Linked DNA regions of Sus scrofa: all the other regions are linked to region 3. Evidence: chromatin contacts called from public Hi-C and HiChIP or PLAC-seq data. All regions are on one chromosome and are shown on one strand. Each heading gives the region's core, a stretch centred on a gene start, on an enhancer-like site or on the middle of the called end of the contact. The rest is flanking DNA. Distances are from core to core; before and after follow the strand shown. Region 1 overlaps LOC102166310 (a long non-coding RNA gene). Region 2 overlaps LOC102166310 (a long non-coding RNA gene). Region 3 holds the start of RGS2 (regulator of G protein signaling 2). Region 4 holds the start of GLRX2 (glutaredoxin 2).

The links. Hi-C and Micro-C count contacts between places; a contact is called where the count stands out from the background. HiChIP or PLAC-seq counts read pairs in DNA pulled down with a chosen protein or histone mark.
Region 1: a contact with region 3 is called in a Hi-C map of embryonic fibroblasts, with 16 times the contacts expected there. The contact joins the enhancer-like site here to the promoter of RGS2 in region 3. A contact is called at or near these places in 3 of 5 promoter capture datasets (fetal skeletal muscle and liver), 10 of 47 Hi-C or Micro-C datasets (brain, embryonic fibroblasts, epiblast stem cells and 6 more) and 2 of 2 datasets of contacts at active chromatin or transcription factors (alveolar macrophages and skeletal muscle).
Region 2: a contact with region 3 is called in an H3K27ac HiChIP or PLAC-seq map of alveolar macrophages. The contact joins the enhancer-like site here to the promoter of RGS2 in region 3. A contact is called at or near these places in 1 of 5 promoter capture datasets (fetal skeletal muscle), 4 of 47 Hi-C or Micro-C datasets (fetal skeletal muscle, mesenteric adipose tissue, retroperitoneal adipose tissue and 1 more) and 1 of 2 datasets of contacts at active chromatin or transcription factors (alveolar macrophages).
Region 4: a Hi-C map of skeletal muscle shows a contact between it and region 3, with 2.8 times the contacts expected there. The contact joins the promoter of GLRX2 here to the promoter of RGS2 in region 3. A contact is called at or near these places in 5 of 47 Hi-C or Micro-C datasets (embryonic fibroblasts, heart right ventricle, retroperitoneal adipose tissue and 1 more) and 1 of 2 datasets of contacts at active chromatin or transcription factors (alveolar macrophages).

The regions. Positions count from the first base shown.
Region 1 is chr10:1,228,029-1,232,712 of Sscrofa11.1, forward strand. It overlaps LOC102166310 (a long non-coding RNA gene), which reads left to right. Exons shown (of 12, transcript XR_002336117.1): 4 at 298-417; 5 at 2,479-2,736. Among named protein-coding and RNA genes, the nearest start is that of RGS1, 79 kb to the left of the region's middle. Within about 2 kb of position 2,918, at least 6 of the 83 cell types and tissues checked have an H3K27ac peak or open chromatin away from gene starts, as enhancers often do. A contact at or near this core is called in alveolar macrophages and embryonic fibroblasts, where this site is marked.
Region 2 is chr10:1,208,504-1,213,002 of Sscrofa11.1, forward strand. All of the region lies in intron 2 of LOC102166310 (a long non-coding RNA gene), which reads left to right. Among named protein-coding and RNA genes, the nearest start is that of RGS1, 59 kb to the left of the region's middle. Within about 2 kb of position 2,623, at least 18 of the 83 cell types and tissues checked have an H3K27ac peak or open chromatin away from gene starts, as enhancers often do. A contact at or near this core is called in alveolar macrophages, retroperitoneal adipose tissue and subcutaneous adipose tissue, where this site is marked.
Region 3 is chr10:938,681-943,477 of Sscrofa11.1, forward strand. It overlaps RGS2 (regulator of G protein signaling 2), which reads right to left and starts at 1,403. Exons shown (of 5, transcript NM_001044600.1): 1 at 1,278-1,403; 2 at 109-210; 3 at 1-8. The coding sequence starts at 1,387.
Region 4 is chr10:677,846-683,079 of Sscrofa11.1, forward strand. GLRX2 (glutaredoxin 2) reads left to right here and starts at 1,483. Exons shown (of 4, transcript NM_001243717.1): 1 at 1,483-1,618. The coding sequence starts at 1,518.

The sequences.
Region 1 (4,684 bases), core at 1,668-4,167, 290 kb after region 3:
CTCCAGACTAAACCTGAAAAGGTGTCAGAACGTAAGACTTGTTATTTTTGCTAAAAGTGTGTGTGAATGCCGTTCCCCGCAGCCTCAGTCAGCAGGGATTTTCCTGACCCGAGCCATGTTTGAGGATTATACCTGGTTTCGATGGACCTCTGGGATGTGTCAGAAGCCCCATGTTGAAGATCAGTTGTGTTGTTATTTGATTCAGTCAATTCTTTGCTTATTTCATAATCAGGCTCTAATGGAAAAAATAAAAATGCGCGTGGTGTTTTCCTCATAGAAAAATTCACCCATATTTAGGTAACAGACCAACAGGAGAAGCTGCAGCTGGCAGTGCTTCTGTGTGTTCCTAGCAACGGGAAACCATGACAGAGCAGGGCCCCAACCGAGAGCCGTCTGCATTTGCTCATCTGGGATGAGGTAAGTTGACGCCGGAGGTTAATGAGTGTACGATATAAAGAAGAAGAATTTAGCCCTGGAAAATATATTCTACACGAAAACAGAAGTACGTGTAGCTACCAACAGAGCATAACATGTGGAGCTGTACAGCCTTGAGTTTCCAGGAAAGTGATGTGCAAAATAATAAAGAATGAATACTGTAGTAACTTGAGAGAGCAGGATATGCTTTATCGTCTCAATTTTTTTTGTTTTATTATGATTATTTCAGGTCATCTCATTGAAGAATAGAGGGAATGCTGTTGTTGGAAAAAAGAGGAAGCACTTTTTCAATTGGCTCATTTTATCCATTCTTAATTGATGAAAAATTTCCTTTGAGAATTTAAGTTTTTTAAAATAAAAGTTTTTTAAAAATGCAGTTACTTATAGAGGCAGAAAAAAAGTTCGGGGGTGGGTGGGGTCTGTATGACCCTCTGGGGGCTAAACTGAAAACACGGAGTGTTTTTGTTTTTTTTTTTTTTTTTTGGATGCGACCTTAACTATGGTAGGGGGATGGATCTCACAGGATGGATTTTTTTCCTAAGGAAATGTTCATCTCTCGTGTTCATCAGGGACCACAGCATGGCTGTTTATTAAGTGCTCTGGATCCTGGTCATTTCTGGGAAATACAGTGCAAACAGAGAGAACTCAAGGGCCATGGTTGCTGCCGTCAGTGGCTGGCGCTGTAGTGGGATGATGAGGTTCACAGATGAGCATTAGTACAAGGGGGCTGTAAAGTCATTCGTCGTGATGAAGCACTGGGCGGATTTTGGACAACTCTAGAAATTTTGGAGAAAGGTGTGTACCTCTGGAGGAGTGTAGTGTGGAAAGTTGTGTGCTAAGTGGTAATGTGTGAGTTGAGCCGTGAACAAAAGAAACCCTTGGGTAGCAGGAGAGAGAGAACGGTCCATGCAGGTGGGCTGTGCTAGCAGAGGCAGGAGAAGGAGACCCCCTGATTGATTCAGCAGGTGAGGAGCAGCAGCGTTTGCATGTAGGGCGCCAGGAGGGCAAGTTCCACGGGAGAAACGGATATCATTGCTGATGCACCAAGAAAGATGCATTTCACCTGCGTAGTATTTGTGCTCAGAATGTTTAAACTGAGTCTTATCATCTGGACAGTCCAAATTGTAGCACATTCTGGAAAACCACTGGCCTGGACTTTTGAAAAATGTCAACATCATGAGTGAGAAACAAGGCTGGGTCCCAGAGTAAAGGAGATTGGAGAGACATGACCAATAATTGTAATGTGTGACCTGTGTGATCTGAGGCCCTTGGGAGGAAGAGTAAATTAGAAAAACAAAGGACAGTGTTGGTATAATTGGGGAAATTTGGAAGTGGTTGGTGTATTAGATAAGGACATTGCATTAATGTTATACTTCCTGAGTAAGATAATTGTATTATATAGGAGAATGCCTTTGTTCTTAGGAGATTGGCATATAGGAATGAGGTGTTACACTATCTCCAAGTAATTCTCAAATGGTCCAACACCCCCCCTCCCCACACACACAGGCACACACGCGCGTGCATGCACACACACAGAGAGAGAGACAAGTCCAGCAAAAGATTAATACTGAGGAAACCAGACAAAGGGCATGTAGGTGTTTCTCTTCCTACTTGTGCAACATTTCTGTAGATTTTAAAATTTCAAAATAAAAAGAAGGAAAATAAATTTTCTGGAAACATTTGTAGCATAATTTTTCTTTGTAACTTTTACCTGGTACCCATTGTACATCGGTTAGTGAACGACCTCATGGCTGTGCCCCTAGGTTTAGGGTGATTACTTCGGTGGAGATACTTGCTTAAGGATTAGCATTAACACACTTCTAATGTGTGATTGCATTGCAGTCCTGAAAATGACTGAATAACCACGTGCCATTTTTTTTCTTGAGCATGGCCTCGTATAACATAGTCTTTTAAAATGGTCCCAATGTTTACCGCCATTATCAAACATCTTTTCGTAAGCATCTCATTTTTTAAAAAGTGTTCATGAAATAGTATGATTGATTCATTATGAAATCAATAATTCAATGCATATTTATTATACAGATGTTGTATGCCTATACCTTGGCCAAGTGAACTTCTTGCCTTCAGGGAACATACACAAATCCCAATCTCTGCCTGGCCATTTGACCCCGGGAAGTGTCAGGCAGTGGCCGGTGATGGCTTTCCTCTCCCTCAGTAGTGATGTGAAGGTGGTGTGATTCTCTGAGACGTGAGATTTGGAGACATGACAGTTGGATGAATTGCCTCGAGGTCAAAGGTTTGGGCTGTTCTCCAGAAATTACGGCCTCCCGAAACTGCCAGGTATGGATGACTCTCCTTATTTAGAGTTGTGCTAAGCACCTTCCTCTTGCATCATTCAATCCAAAGAGCTTGGGCCATAGCAGTTCTTGGATAAGCTGGTCGCTTGCTGGCATCTGGAAGAAGTCGTTCCTAATGGGCTTTCCATCTGCTGAGGTGATTCATAACACCGTCCCCAACGGCCGTGGCTGTGTTTTCTAGAGGAGTCTGTGGGTGTGCGCTGACTCATGCACCCTCTCCCGCCCTGTGCCCTTGTAAACTTTTGGATGATGGTCCTTCTGGCTGCTGTAAGGTGGTACCTTATCGTGGTTTTGATTTGCATTTCTCTAATAATTAGCAATGTTGAGCACTTTTTCATGTGCCTTTTGGCTGTCTGTCTTCGTTGGTGAAGTATCTGTTTACATCTTCTGCCTATCTTTTGATTTTTTTTTTTTTTTTGATATTGACCTGCATGAGTTGTTTGGATACTACGGCGATTAAGGAACCACTTACCAGTCACTTCATTTGCAAACACTTTCTCCCATTCTCTGGGTTGTCTTTCCATTTTGTTTATGGTTTCCTTTGCTGTGCAAAATCTTTTCAGTTTAATTAGCTCCCATTTATTTATTTTGTTTTTATTTTTATTACTCTCAGAGGTGGATTAAAAGGTGGATTAAAAAAGATACTGCTGCAGTTTATGTCCAAGTGTGTTCTGCCTTTGTTTTCCTCTAAAAGTTTTATAGTATCCAGTCATATATGTAGGTCTTTAATCCATTTTGAGTTTATTTTTCTGTGTGGCATTAGAGAGTATTCTAATTTCATTCTTTATAAAGTAATTTCTGAATGAGGATACTGGGAACTTCAGGTTGAGTCTGTAAAACTGATTATTCCCAACTCACTTTCCATAATTATTGGAAATGTATCATGAATGTCTCATATGCATATATTTTAAAAGAAATGCTAAAAATCAACTAAGTCTCCATCCATTGTTTTAAAAAACACAAACTATGAACTTGAATAAAAAGTATACAGGAGTACATGGAGAAAATGATAGCAGCAGTCATTTGGCAGAAATAAATGAAGACTTGAATAGATAACTTACGCTATGTTCCTGGTTGAGAACACTCAATATTATAAAGATGTCATTTTTTCCCCCAAAATTAATTTATAGGTTTGAGTTAGTTTTATTATGATTTTTTTCCCCAGGACAGGGGCAGGGACGAGCAATGTCTTAGACTCCAATGAAGTGATTCTGGAATTCGTGTGGATGAACTCAGAGAGGGTTCATACGTTTCTCGGGAGAGTGGGATGAGAAAAAACCGTCACTCAATGTATTCCTTGACTCCAAGACTTACAACAACATTAAATCGTATACTGTAAAATGGAGTTAAGTCTCCATTTCACTGCTAGATATTAGAGAAAGAACAGCAAATTAATTCCAAAGACATGAAAGGAAGAGAATGATACAGTAGCATAAAAGATGAATGCAACAGAGGAAGCTCACAATAAAAGGAATTAATAAAGTCAGACTTGCTAAATGCAAAGGATGAGTAAAACCGCTGAACCCTTAGCAAATATTGTCTGCGGTGGGGAAAGACTGGAAGCCTCCACTGACGTCAGGAACAAGCTAGGATGCTGCTGCCACAACTTTATTTCCGAGCATACTGGAGGCCCAAGCGATGCAGTAAGAAAATTAAGACACTTTAATATTAGAAACATGGGAAATTGGCATGGTTTGCAGAAGAAATAATGATATATACAGAAAACCTGAGATTGTATGCATGACTAGTATCTCTTACTAATAGTATCGATTAGTAAGAGAATTTAGCAAGTTTGCTGACTACAGCCAGTGTACAGAAATCATTGCATTTGCATATGTAAATAACATAGTTAGGAATTAAATTTTAAGAATCAAATGCTAATTAAGGCAGTATAAAAAATCCAAATACCTGGAGTTCCCACTGTGGCACAG
Region 2 (4,499 bases), core at 1,373-3,872, 270 kb after region 3:
GTGCAGAGAGCTCACGTTTCTGCTGGCTTGTCGGCTCCAGAAAGGACTTCTCCTTGACAACACTGCCCGCCCCCTCCCCAGCCCAGGACTCTTGACGAGGTCTATCCTTTCAGTGGTGGTGTGGGTTTTCTTCTATTCACCTTTGGTGTGTTTGAGCAAAACCACCAATTCATTCTCCACCAATGACAGAAGCTCGCTCCGAAGTGTGAACATCTCTCGGCTTGTCGGTCACACTGTTCTACTCAGCCAGTGTGATCGGGAGAAACTTGGGTAGTTTTGTGGATCATTTATGATGATCTCTTAGAGAGATGAGGTTTCTAAGTGTGGTGATTTCTGTGTATTTTTTGGCCTCAATTAAGAATGCTTGATGACGTATTTAATAAAACATTGCCATCAAAGTCTATATGAATAGTTCTGCTTTTAAGGTTTTGTTTTCTCAACTTTTTTTTTTTTCTTTTTTTGCACAGGGGGGTATATTTTGTCTGGCACGGCCATGAGGAAATGGAGAGGGGTCTTTAGGGTCTTTGGTCTGCTAAAGTCTGCCTTTAAAAAGACTGCAAATCAGTCCTACAAATTATGATGCCTTATTACTCATGGAGCTCATTTCTCTTCAGATGGTTCCATGTTAAACATTTTACCGTCCGATAAAGTTATATCGTAGATAAAGTCATGTGATTTAATATTGAATCCAGGAAAGTCTTCTGCAGTGCCTACCTGCTTTTTTAGCAGATATGAGTAAGAACAGGTAACCCCAGAGCCAAACGTTCAGTCACGTTCAGGACCAGATCAGACAAGGCGACACTTAGATTTAACCTTACCCCTGGGTGATCTATGATCTGGATCATGCAAATCTGAACCTCAGTGCATGTCCCCACCTGGATTCTGACTCAGTGGGTGGCACCCGGTCTAGAGCCATCAAACTGCCTTTTTTTTTTTAAACGGACTAGTTAAGAGGGAAAGCTTGATTGTTCTCATCGTGTTCCGGTGAAGAGGGGGGCCAGCCAGGCAGCTCTCCGGGTTGCCTGACTGTGTGATAGTAGATGTCTCTATGGTACATCAGAATGAAGGGCCAGGTCACTTTTCATCGCTGGCAAGATGTACCAAAAGAGGCAGTGCCCCAGGGTGAACACTGAACACACTCCCCTCGCTGACCCTGACCCATCTGGGCTTGGTATTTTGATGACAGGTGCGTAGGAAGTTAGATGGTGCCCCAAAGACCCCACCATCAACCCTGAAACCAGTCTGAGGGCCCTGAAATTCTGAAAATGAGTAATGCACCAGAGAGCACTATTTACTGGGGTGAACAATGGGCTTCAAATCTACATTTTTAACCCCATGCCAAGAATTTGAATGTTCTAAGGACTCATGGGGGGAAACGAGGGAAAACATGACTTCTGAAAAGTGGGAAACAATTTCCAACTTGAACACCAGCAAGTTCCAAAAGTGCCGACGCTAGAGTCCGTGATCATAATGCCTCTGTTTTTAATATAAAGTGGCATGTAATCTACACTTGCAGAAGCTCCTGCACACCTTACTAAGCAGCTCCTAAAAAGCTATTTAAAGAATACATTCATTTGAAGAGATGCCTTGTGATTCGCCTCATGGGCCTTCTGCCTCTGCCCCACATACCTGTCCTCACTCTGACTCCTGCTCTTCTCCTGCCCTCCCTCCCCACGTTCCTCGCATCACTCGGCTGACGGAAAGGACTTGGGGCTCAGCATGACCTGCGGAAGGAGGTCTGAACGCCTTGCTTTGCACTCATGTTCTGGCTCGTCTGACTTCCAGCTGAGTCTCAGCCCTAGTTCTTACTCTTCCCCTGGATTCCTCTGCTCCAGCCATGTAAGTCCAATCCCACTTTTGCAAACTTCCTGATGCTGCCCCACTCCCCCGCTCCTTTGGTCCACTGTCCTTCTCTAGTCTTATCCCTGTTTCTCTTCTTCTGTTTGATCCAAGTGGTCCTCTTTGCCAAAGCTCACACTGAGTATGATTTTTTTTCTAGCTTTATTGCCCTCACTCATAATTGTGGCTCACTGTATACGTCTCTCTGATTATCAGCCTCAGTCATTTGGCAATGTATTGCCTGCGCCTGGTTTTGCTACTTCTTTTTTTCACATGCCTAAAACTTCCTCCCCCCAAGTGGATTGCAACTTCCTTGAGGAACAGAGGCGTATGTATTTTATATATCTTCTCTCTACAGCATCTGTAAGAGTACTAAGCAGATAGAAGGTATTCAGAACATAATTTCATCTAGAATAGTCTTGGGTAGTTTAACTGAAATTAAAATTGCTGAATCATCTTCCCTCGAACTCTCATATAAGTTTTGATCTGCGATTCTCAGAGATGCTGTTTGTTTAAGCCCAGCCTCTTTTGACTTTGTCATAAATTTTAACACATAGAGTTGACAGAAATGTGCCCTAAATTAATGTGGGTGACCCAGCTAAATTCCTTTGCCGTGTCTTGTACCAGTTTTGTATGTTGCATCGAGAAAAGCAGATGATTGCTGAAATGAGTAATAAAGAGCTTCACGGGTTAGTCGATTTTCCTATTCCGGAAGCAAAGACTTCCACGCAAGGCTCATTTACATCCGCAGGGTGCAAAAGGAAGTTTGGGGCCAAGTGTCTGCACTCTCTGTTCAGCATGCGTGTCCCACGTAACCACATGGTCCTTATAAAACCACCTATATCCGTTCTCATACCCCGTGTCTCGCCGTTGCGTTAATCACTACTGACAGCTGCACTTTTTTTTTTTTTTTTTTTTTTTTTTAAGTGCTGAGGCTCTTGACAATGTGACATGTGAAAGGTGGTGGGAAGTCAGCAAAGCAAACACCACTTTACAGGGAGTCACCCCCAGTACAGCTGTCACATACGGCCAAAAAGAGTTCCTTACTACCTACCCCTGTCCTCTTTTAGACTTGGAGTTCTGGGAAGGTAGGAACCATTTTCTTATTTATTTCTTCATCGTCCCCAGCACAGGGCCTGCAAGGTTGCAGGGGCTCAGTGAATGTTTATTGGATAGATATTTGGAGATAGAATAAAGCAATCAAGGACAAGTGTATGGGAGGTAAAGCGCATGGGCCCCAGTCCCACAACCAGCGAATCAGGGGGTAACACTTGGTTCAGACCTTCTTGTGAGTCATGGACTTCAGAGAGTGCAGCGGCAAGAGGATGGGACAAGCTCCCAAAGGAGCTTTTTTACCCGGTTTCAGTGAAAGCAAGTGGAAAGAGAAAGGAGGAGGAAAAGAATTGTCTGTTCTTCTCCCCTCATTCCTTGCCTGCGTGTGCAGACCCTGGATGCACGGTCCTGGAGCGTGGTATTGCTTGTTTCCTCCCCGAACCCATTGTACTAGAATGCACAAACTGATGGTGTGTTTGGCCCTCGTAATGTTTAAACAAAATAGAAAAATTTTGTATCCGTATTCAGATGTCCATCTATTCTTGAAAAATATCCAGCAACGGCGGTGGGTCAGCATTTCTGCATAGCAGTGATTATCCGAACATCAGCTGCAGCTGTGAAATAGGGCACGCGGATAATGTTGGCAGGCTGTCACTGTGTGCATTTTGAGGCACATGGGACTGTACAGTCACAGTGTGCATGACACACGAGTGTTTGAGGATTCTTCATTAAGTTTAGAATGAGAGGGGGAAGGGAAGGTGAGTGGCAATTAACTGCTTTTAATTTAGCTGTGTACCTTAGCTAAGTATGACAGAAAGAGTGTGAAACTGGGGTGCTTTTTTGGTTTTGTTTTATTTTTTGTTTTACTAAATTTGCCACCACTTCACTGTGTTTCTGTCTCCAGACACTTTGGACCTTATTCTTTCTATTTGTTAAAGAAGGTCATTTGATGGTCACTAGGGCTGCTTTCAGTTTTACCATTTCCTGATTTTAGTGAACAGCCCAACAGAAGTGGAGTAAGAGACAGGAGAGAAGCCTAGAGGGAGAGAGGAAGGAGGGGGAAAGTGAATGAGAGAAGTGAAGTGACACTGAGGCCCTTACTTTCCAGCTGCTCTTTTGCCTCATCTCCTTTCATCTTCGTGAACACATCAAGAGCTGGTTTTATTATCCCCAGTTATTAATAAAAAAACAAGGATTCGCAGTTCAAGAACACATCACCAAGGCAGAATGTGTGTCCTGATCTCTTCATCCTAAACCTAAGATGCTTCCCATCATCCCTGTTGATTTGAGTGCCTTTCCTTCCACGAAAATTGGATCGGTGGTCCCTCAACTCTGAATTCCAGGGTGAGATTTGGAATGCAGTGAAATGTAGGGAGTTCCCGTTGTGGCTAGTGGTAGCAACCCGACTAGCATCCATGAGGATGCGGATTCAATCCTTGGCCTCTATCAGTGGGTTAAGGATCTGGCATTGCGTGAGCTGTGGTGTAGTTTGCAGACACAGCTCGAATCTGGCATGGCTGTGGTGTGGCTGGCAGCTACAGCTCCGATTTCACCCCTAGCCTGGGAACTTCATATTGCTGTGTGTGTGGCCCTAAAAAGACCAAAAA
Region 3 (4,797 bases), core at 153-2,652:
GAGAAGGCCTGCAAGAGACGGTCACATGTCAGCTCACACCTGTCTGTTTCCCCCTTCTGTTCAGCAGCTGGTGGCCTAGCTTTGCAAGGACTGAGATTTTCAACTTACTTGATGAAGGTTTGCGGTTTGCTTTTCTTGCCGGTTTTGGGCTTCCCAGGAGAGGAGGAGTTTTGCAAGAAGTAGCTCAAACGGGTCTTCCAATCTTTTAATCTTAAAGAAGAAAAAAAAAAAAAAAAAAAAAAAGACTTTTACTAAGTGCCAACACTTGAAATGGCCACACCACTGCAGCTAAAGGTTTTTTTTTTTTTTTTTTTTAAACCAAATAAAGTCACTCCCAGTAGCTACAGACAACGAAGTAAGACAAAACAGTCCTCCTTCAAGTCAGTCTTACCCCTTTAAAATATAAACCCAGCACCTATGCCTGGAACAGTTTCATCTACTCATCTGAACATAACTGCTAGTTTTATAACTACGCGTAGGATAACCTACAATTATAGGGTATTTAATGAATTTAGCTGGCATAGTTCAAAAGGCAGATGCTATTTCTGGCCCACAAAAGGCAGCAGCAGTTCTGCAATGTTAATTACAATTCTGAGACATTTCACACTTGATGAAACGGACAGTGGAACTGCCCGGAGCCAGCCATGGGTATTTCCCTTCCACCCTTAGAGCAGGAGGATCTGGACCACTCTAGAAGCTGTGAACAATGAGGTGAGGTGCGTGTGCGTGTGTGCGCGCGTGTGTGATCGCAACTACAACACCCATTTTAACCAGATGATGCAGAACAATTATTTGTTCCTTAGTGCTGGGTGGGTGAGATCTGTTGTTAAACTGGAAAAAAAAAAGATTTTAAAATAATATATTCAGAGCTAGCAAAAATATTTCCATCCCAGCAGCTGTGTAAGTTGATGAGAATTTACAATGCAACGTACGAATGCTGGGGACGCGCCTGGGCTGCAGGATTCTCTGGTGTCATTTTCGATGCGGGGAGATAAAAACCCAACCTGCGATTCCTCAGCTCATCTACCACCGCCTCTGCATCACGAATTTGCCGCAGTTCCTCGACTCTACCCTCGAGTCCTTCGGTTACATCACAAAGGACCCACCACATAGATTTAACCCTACCTAGCAAGTGTATCTTTTACACAATGTTTTCCCCTGCAGAGATGGAGGCACCGCTCCAGGGTGGAAGCCAAGCGCGGATGTACCGCGTTTGCAGCCGCCCGGGACAGCTAGGTCCGCGGGGCTGGCAGGGGAGAGAAGAAAGCCGTACTTACAGGGTCCGCTTCATCTTCTCCCGCTTCTCCTCGCTTTTGGGGCCGGTGCCTGCGCTCTTGTCCATGGGTCCGCAGTCGTGATGGACAGTCAGGAACATAGCACTTTGCATTATCGTCTACGCTCCCGGGTGCCCGCTCTCTGCTGCCAGGAGCGCGCCGCGGTATTTATAAGAGTCGGAGGCTCGTGGGCGGCGCCTCACGACGCTGGGCCCGCCTTCAGCGGGTGCCGATTGGCCGGCTGGCTCCGGGCCTGGGGCGGAGTCTGCGCAGTCCCGGGCACCGCCGAAGGGTCTGGAAGGGAGGGCGCCGCTGACGTTTGCGGCCGCAGCGTCGTGCGCAGGCGAGCCCCCCGCGGCGAGGCGCTGGGGCTGCTGGTGGGGGCCGAGGAGTTTCCCTTCGGGCAGCCGCCGGAGGCCTCTGCCGGCTTGGGGCGGCCGGCGGGGTGGCAGAGCTTGGGAGGCGTGGGGCGGGTTGGCTGCAGGCCCCGCGGGGCGCTCGCCCGCCCCTCCCCCTCCTCGCCTCCGTCCCCTCCCCCACGCGCACTTGCTCCGGACCCCAAAGGGAGGGGGGAGTCCCCAGCAGGTCAAGGTTACTTGCTGGGAACCTGAGTGCAGTTACTCGGTTTTGAATTCGGATGTGTTCCCTCTTTTTTTGGAGCGCACACCCTCTCCCCGCGCCTCCTTTCTTGGTCTGTAAACTGAGGCCGCGGGGAGATGCTCACCTGCTCCTCTTTTCGTCACCGATTCATTGGCGGAAGGAAAGGGAGAAGGGGGGGCGGCGCAGGGGCGGGCGGTGTGACCTGCTCTGCAGCTTCCCTGGACAACTTGGAGAACGTTTGGGAGGGACGTCGTCGGTCAGGGGAAGGAACAGGAGAAGAAGTGCTTTACCTGGGTGTGCAGTTTTAGTCACCAACACACACGAGGCTGGGTCGGTCCTTGGGGTTGCGTGCTCCTCCTCTGGAGTACTTGGCTGCTTGTCCTTAGGGAACACACGGGGAAGTCACAGATCTCCTTCTCAGGACGTAGAGGGAAACACCAGGACCTCGCAGCTGTCATTTTAGTGTAAGAATGCAAAGATGCAGGATTTCCTCATGAGTCATTCTTAGTCGGCCTAGAATTTACCAGAACATTTACTTGGCAAAAAGGAGAGGTGGGGGTGGAGGGAAGGCTAGGTTAACAGTTTGCTTGAAGGAGCTTAATTTGCTAAATTCTTCAGAAATTGTCCTGCTGTAGCACGATTTAAACGGTTTGATTGGTAAGGACGAGTAGGTGACCTCAACCCCGGTGTGATCGGATAGCGAACAATTTTATTAGATCTGTGCAGTGGAATGTTCAAGGGGTTTTCCTGCCAAGCATCGAAGTAGCAGGGAGATGAACCACAAGGTATTAGGCTGCAGAATTCTCTCTCCTTTGCATTAGAACTGTTAAAAGAAAATTGGAACTGGTTTACCATATTCTGATGAGGAGCTGCCAGTAGCTGGAGCTCCAGGATTGACTTGGAGAGCAAAACGTTTCTATTACTAAAGAGAACAGCCATGTACTCAGCTATGGAGAGGAAGATCGTTTAGATTTCAGTAGTAAATACTTGAAAGCATGGTTGTGAGATGCAAGAATATAATTTATCTCAAGGATGTGCGCTTCATCTCTCAAAGGTTTTGTTTATTTCCTACATCTCTTTTCACTTTCTGATGATTCAGTACTTATTTTACTAAATATGTGTAATATGCAGGCACTTGCTGCTCCTGGCTAATACAAACCTCGACATATTTTTTCACTTAGAACATTTGATGGTAGAATTCACTCCTAGTGGGAAAAGCAGGAGTTCTGACCAAGAGGCAGCAATGAGAGAGCTGGACTTGTGTCAGGATACCTGGCTGTAGTCTCAAGAGTGTTTATTAGCCAGTAAATGCTAAATATGTTCTGGGGCAGCCCCATCCCACTTTCCTGAGCCCGAGTTTCTCGCCTCTGTTAAAAGTGTCTTTCTTGCCAACCTCATTGGATAGTTTGTGACTCTTTCTTCAAAGTGCTTTGTGCATTTTAAAGTACTATACAAAAGTTTGTTGTTTTTCTTAATTTGCACATGGATGAAAGAATCTCTGGAGGCATAGGCGACTGAAGATAGAAAAATCATTAAAAATCATTAAAGGATTAACTCACACTTAATTCGATTATAAATGTGTAGGTACTATTAAAATATCAAAATAAGGCCATATAGCTTTGTAGAGTAACAAACTTCATCACAGATAGTTAATAAATATTCTCCTGGTAACAAAAAATAAGAAAATGAGCAACGGATATTTCAGCTTTACAGAGGTCTTCAAGCCCCAAAGGTGTAATGATCTCGATACAAAAGTGAATGTATGTGTCATCATGCAAGTAGCTGGTTTAAAGCTAGACTATTGTAGACTTTTTGGTGTTTTGTGTAGTTATTTGCTTTTTTTCACAGACCATTTCCTTTCTGACGACTGATGTTAAGACAGGCAGAGGTACGTTTAAAGCAAAAGCTGCAGTGTTTGATGACTTCCCTTTGTTTTTTTTTTTTTGATTTTTGTATTTTGTAACTGGCTTTTAGGTCCGCGGAATTGCTCAATATTAAGATGACACATATTTTCCATTCTGTGGCGGAGGAGGAAACAGTGCAGTAGGCTGTGAACGCCGCACAGCAGCACCGCAGCTGGAGGGGCTCCGTCAGCCACACATCCATTTTGCAGCGGGAGGCTACCGTGCCCTCTGCTGGAGAGGCTGCCTGAGGTGCATGTTAGTGGCGCAAGCTTGCGGGGTAGCTCTTGAACTTTTTGTGTGGCAGAAAGTCTCAGTGACAGAAGAAGGCACACAAAAAAGACAAGTTTCTAGTAACACCAAAGGGACACTCTGAAAAGCAAACGTGTCCCCTGCCATTTCTCTCTTCTCCTCCCACTGTATGCTGTTATTACGAAACACATTAAGTATTACTGTCTAAAAACATTCAGACACGGCAGTTCCTGTCGTGGCTCAGGGGAAACGCATCTGACGAGTATCCATGAGGACGCAGGTTTGATCCCTGGCCTCGCTCCGTGGGTTAAGGATCCGGTGTTGCTGGGAGCTGTGGCGTAGGTTGCAGACATGGCCCGACCTGGCGTTGCTGTGGCCCTGGCGCAGGCCGGCTGCTGTAGCTCCACGTGGATCGCTGGCCTGGGAATCTCCATGTGCTGCAGGTGCGGGCCTAAAAAGACAAATATATACATGTTTGGACATAAAAAATTTCATACCGAAGCTTTAGCAATTTAGAATACAGGATATATACTTTCAAAAACATACAAGGATCATTCTGTGCGTAAGTCCGCCTTTCTTTTTCAGTCAGTTCCTGAATTAGTAAAAGCTGCAGACCTGCTGCTTACCTCATGAACTCCCACACCGGGGGGAAGTTAAAAAAAGGGGAAAAAATTTAGGAAATTAGGTACTATGTGGCAAAGGATGTATGAGTAACTGGAAATAATGAAAACTTTAGTATCCTAATTGTTGAGCTTATTTGAGGAAGTGTG
Region 4 (5,234 bases), core at 233-2,732, 260 kb before region 3:
GTTCCTTTCGTGGCACAGCGGAAATTAATCTGACTAGTATCCATGAGGATGCAGGTTTGATCCCTGGCCTCCCTCAGTGGGTCAGGGATTCAGCATTGCTGTAGCTCTGATTCGACCCCTAGCCTGGGAACTTCCACGTGCCCCAGGTGTGGCCCTAAAAAGACAAAAAAAAAAAAAAAAAAAAAAACCCAAAAAACAAAAAACCTGTCCAGTGATTTATGTGCTTAACATGGGCCATCAATACTATATTAAAATTAAATCGTGGCATGATTATTTTACCTCTCAATACACAATTTGAAACAATAAGGTAAAATTCTACCTCAAAACAAAAATGACACAGTAAATTCCTAAACAGCTATCTTTCAATTTCAAAACTCCACAAACCCCACAACACTGTTGATAACATATCTTATTTTTATTTTTTTACATCTTATTTTTAAAGTTAATTTTGGATTTACGAGAAATGACTTTACACTTTTTGGGGTCTTCGTTTTTGCAACTACCCTTTTATCCTTTTATGAAGTAATGAAAAACGTGGCCCACTTGAAAGCAGGGAAAAAAACTATCAGAAACAGAAATGCTCATTTTGTAACTTGGTAACATGAATCTTCAGTTTAGCTAATTGAGCATGAAGACTCAAAAAAGGCCTGGATTGTTCCAATAATTGTTTAGAATTTTAGACACCATCTGACCTTTGACCTTAACAAATAGATTTCAATGTCCTGGTCCTCAGTAAATAAAAATAAAGGCTGACCCACCTCTTTTTATAAAGCAACGCACAAAGGGCTATTATTACCACGACTAAGGACACGATGATGTCATTAGCAGCACTCAAGCCATCAGACCCCTCTGGGCTATATTTAGTTTTATTTGCCTAATTTCATTTTGAATACACTATCTTTGTTTTCTTTGGAATGAACGTTCTACAACGGATCACTTTTTTTTCTAAAATCCAATCATCCCACAACTTCTGTGAGATCTTTTGTAATGACATATTTAGGTTGTTATTTCTCCAACACAAAGACCTGCCCGACAGGAAGTTGTAATTATGCTACCGTGCTATGTAAATATCCCAGGCACTTCGATTCGGCGTCAGACAGATTATCTTTCTCCTCCGTTTCGTCAGAAGGTTGACCACCATCCCCAGCACTGACGACACGTGCCCGCGATCCTTTAAGAGCGTCCCTAACCCTAAAGGAACAGGTGCAGGGCTTGGATGAACCCTGCAGACAGGCAGCCGAGGCACCTGCGGGCCTCCGACTGCCCTTCCCCAGTGGGTGGGCCTCGCCGGGATCCCGCCCTCCGGCCGCGTGGGAGGCGGGGAGGGGTAGGACCGGTCGGTGCGGTTGAGACGGGCAGCGCGGGCAGCCCGGGGAGGCGTGGCCGGCGGGCGGGGGCGTGGCTGGTCTGCGGACGGAGGCGGGGCCGGCGGCGGGGGCGGGGCCAACGGGCGGAGGCGGGCTCTCCCGAGGGGCAGTCGTCGGCGCGTCTGCTTGCCGCGGACCAGCGCTGCGACCATGTACTGGCGCCGCGCTGCTTTGGCGGGGACACGGCTGGTCCGGAGGGTGAGCGGCTCGACGGGGCGGTTTGGCGGGGCACCGGGAGCTTCGGCCTCTGGGTAAGGGGAGCTGCGAGCGGGAGGCCTCGCGGGGGTCTGGACCTAGCGGTGGGCGGGGGCGCCTCTTTGCGGCGCCGAGTGTGGGCCCTGAGTCCAGCGAGGCCCCTTCGAGTGCGGAAGGCCCAGGACGGGTGGGGAGGGAAGGGTGCCCTAAGCGCTCAAGTGGACTTAAGGATCAGGTGACTGTCAGGTTGAAAATTCTGAATCCTGTGCGCTTGGACCTCCTCTCCCCTTTGATTGCCAGATAAAATACAAGATGCCCTGATTAATGGGAATTTCAAATAAACAGCTAATGATGGTGCGGTCTACGAATATCCCCAGGATTGCAAGGGACGTGCTTAGGCTAAACAGATATTCGCTGTTTGTCTGAAATTCTAATTTACCCGACCGATATGCACGTTCATTTGCCAAATCTGGCAACCCTGCGGCAGGAAGTGAAAGTGACGCTTTCTACTAAATGGCCCAGTCTTTGAGGATAGGACGGTGACTTATTCCTGCCGGTGTCGCTCCAGCTAGAGCAAGGGCCGTGCTTCCCCTGCGCTTCCCCACCAGGAATGCCTGCGGCTCGCAGGCCTGCGGTGTGAGACCTCCTGCCTAGGCGGATGCTCTATCTGCCGCACTCGCGCGCGGCGGGTCGAGGCTGTCCTGCCAGCTCACGTATCTGAGTAGCCATCCCTCTTTCTGGAAGTTTCTTCCTACCTACTTGATCTGGTACCTCCTACTAGTTTTGCAAGACTGCCGGAACTCGGTTAATTTTCGGCACCACTAGAGACCTTTTCCAGAGGGTGCGCATCACGCAGTGTAACTGTTTGACTGACAGGTCCTTGAGGCTCCATTGCGGTTTTCCAGTGATACGTCTTTGGGGGTATTTAGCCCTTTGCCTGCTTGGCACAGAGTAGGTGCTCCATAAAAGTGGCATGGCTAGTGGGTACTCCATCAGTGTAGAAGCGAAACGTTTATTGTACACTTCTCAGTTGATGTCCCTTTCCTTAACAGGTGGCAACTTTTACCAAGCTCCACTAGAATTGGAGAAAAGTGCCTTCCAGAAACTTTCTCTTTTATTTAGTTGCGAAGAGGGTGGTATTTCAGAATGCACCTCCCACCTCCTCTCAGAACCCAAGAAAACATTCTCTCATGAAAATTTTGCTGAAACTTCAATCTTCCATAGTAGAGGCAAATAGTAGATGGTTTCGGGATGATTATTAAATGCTGGAATTGAGATGAAAAGGACGTGTTTTCTTAGTTGGTAAAACAAATAGGTTGTTTTCCACCAAAGCTCCTGCTTAGGTCCAGGGCAGCACCCCTTGACCTCCTCTGTCTGCTCTGGTTTAGTTCTAGGAAGCCCGCCTGCATTTTTCCTTCTTTCCTTTTTTCTCTCAATGAATTTTATTGCATTTATAGTTGTACAGCCATGGACACAATCTTTCAAGTCCCTCTAGAATGTTGGACGGTAGCGTCCAGCCTGCGTCTGTTTTTCTTAAAGCTGCACCTTCCACTCTCCTCCTGAGTTGGCTGAGGTCTCCGCAGCGCACTGCATTTTTCCAGCTTTTCCGAGATAAGCACACAGGCCCTTTTTGCTCTGAAGGTTTTCTTGCTGATCTGTGGGGAAGCATGGACTAATAGGCTGGAAATATTGGGGTGATAGGATGTTCTAACGGAGTAGTTTCTGTCTCTAACTCTGTTACTGCTGAGGGTTTTGGTCGTCACGGCTTCCTCATTGCTGAGAGTGCAGGCATGGCTCTGTGTCCAAGGGTAACATGTAAAAAGCTACTTAAAGTGGATTCTTTTTTTTTTTTTTTTTTTTTTTGTCTTTTTGCTATTTCTTGGGCCGCTCCCGCGGCATATGGAGGTTCCCAGGCTAGGGGTCGAATCGGAGCTGTAGCCACCGGCCTACGCCAGAGCCACAGCAACGCGGGATCCGAGCCGCATCTGCAACCTACACCACAGCTCATGGCAACACCGGATCGTTAACCCACTGAGCAAGGGCAGGGACCGAACCCGCAACCTCATGGTTCCTAGTCGGATTCGTTAACCACTGCGCCATGACGGGAACTCCTAAAGTGGATTCTTACAATGCCACTAAAAAAGTGTCAATTGATACCTTTGAGAAAAATGAAACTAAACATAAAGAGTAGCTTATTTTTATATTTAACGCCATATCAATTCTAAGAGCATTCACAATGAATGAAGTGCTGACTTGGAGGGAGAAACTTTCCTGTTAAAACTTGAGCTTTGGGAGTTCCTGTCGTGGATCAGAGGAAACGAATCTCTCGTATCCTTGAGGACTCAGGTTCAATCCCTGGCCTCACTCAGTGGGTTAAGAATCCAGCCCGCTGTCACTGTGGCGTTGCAGCTGGTGTTGCTGTGGCTGTGCATAGGCCAGCAGCTGTAGCTCTGATTCAGCCCCTAGCCTGGGAACCTCCATATGCCGCAGGTAGGGCCCTAGAAAGACAAAAAAACAAAACAAAACAAATTTGAGCTTTGCGGCATAATCATGAAGAACATCATTTTAAATATTTGAAGCCTCAGTTCTTTTTTGGTTGTGACATGCAGTGGTTCGATATGCAATCTCAGTTCCCAGACCAAGGATTGAACCTCCAGCCTCAGCAGTGAAAGTGCAAATCCTAACCGCTAGACCACCAGGGAACTCCCTGCAGCCTCAGTTCTTTATCTTACTCTCTTAGTCCTTAGATATTTGAATAATTCTTTTCTGAAGCCCCTATTACCTCATGTCCTTTTGCACGATTTGTGAATTCGCTCTGCAATTATTTAGCATCCTGGTGTTTGCTGTTGTTTCACAATCAGCAGGGCTTGACTGATCAAGAACTGTAGTAGCCGAGGAAAAGCTCTGGGGAGTTGCTGATATTAAACTGGTCCATTTTAATTCATATATTCCTGTTGCAGTGACTGCATCCCTTTTCAAGGATCCGGATAATAAATACTGAGATAATAAGTGTTCCTATAGTCAGAAAATAAAAGGAATACTGTCAGACATTTACTGTGGTTAAGGCACTGATCTTCGTGCTGTGTATCAATTCATTTAATCTTCCCAACCCCCCTGAGGACGGGGCGACTATGGTTCCCATTTTACAGATGGGGAAATGAGAGCTATGGACCCTTGTGGCTGAGATAATCTTAGTTTCCTTAAAAACCTTTGAATATTTGTAGGTTCTCTGTTTCACAGAGTGTTCATAGAGTTTTGGCATGTCTTAAGAAGAAAAATGGAACTATATATATATTTTTTCTTCTTCTCCTTCTTCTTTTTTTTTTTTCCAGCAACACCCACAGCATATGGATGTTCCCTACAAGAATCGAATCCAAGCCACAGCTGCAACCTGCGGCACAGGCGAAGCAATGCTGGATCCTTAACTGTGCCACGGTGGGAACTCTGGAAACTGTATGTTTAAATTCATGGTCAGGTCTTAGGGCCAGTCATCACGACAGTCCATTTGAAATTGGCTTTCAAATAGAAGTGAGAGCGTACCAGGCTTTAAACACAGTGAATGTGGTTTATCAAATAATTAAGGTTATTGGGAGCCTAGATCGAGGAGCCCGCAGGCCCTTTGGATGGTGGTAAATGAATACTTGGTAAACTAATATTTTGTACTGATAGTAG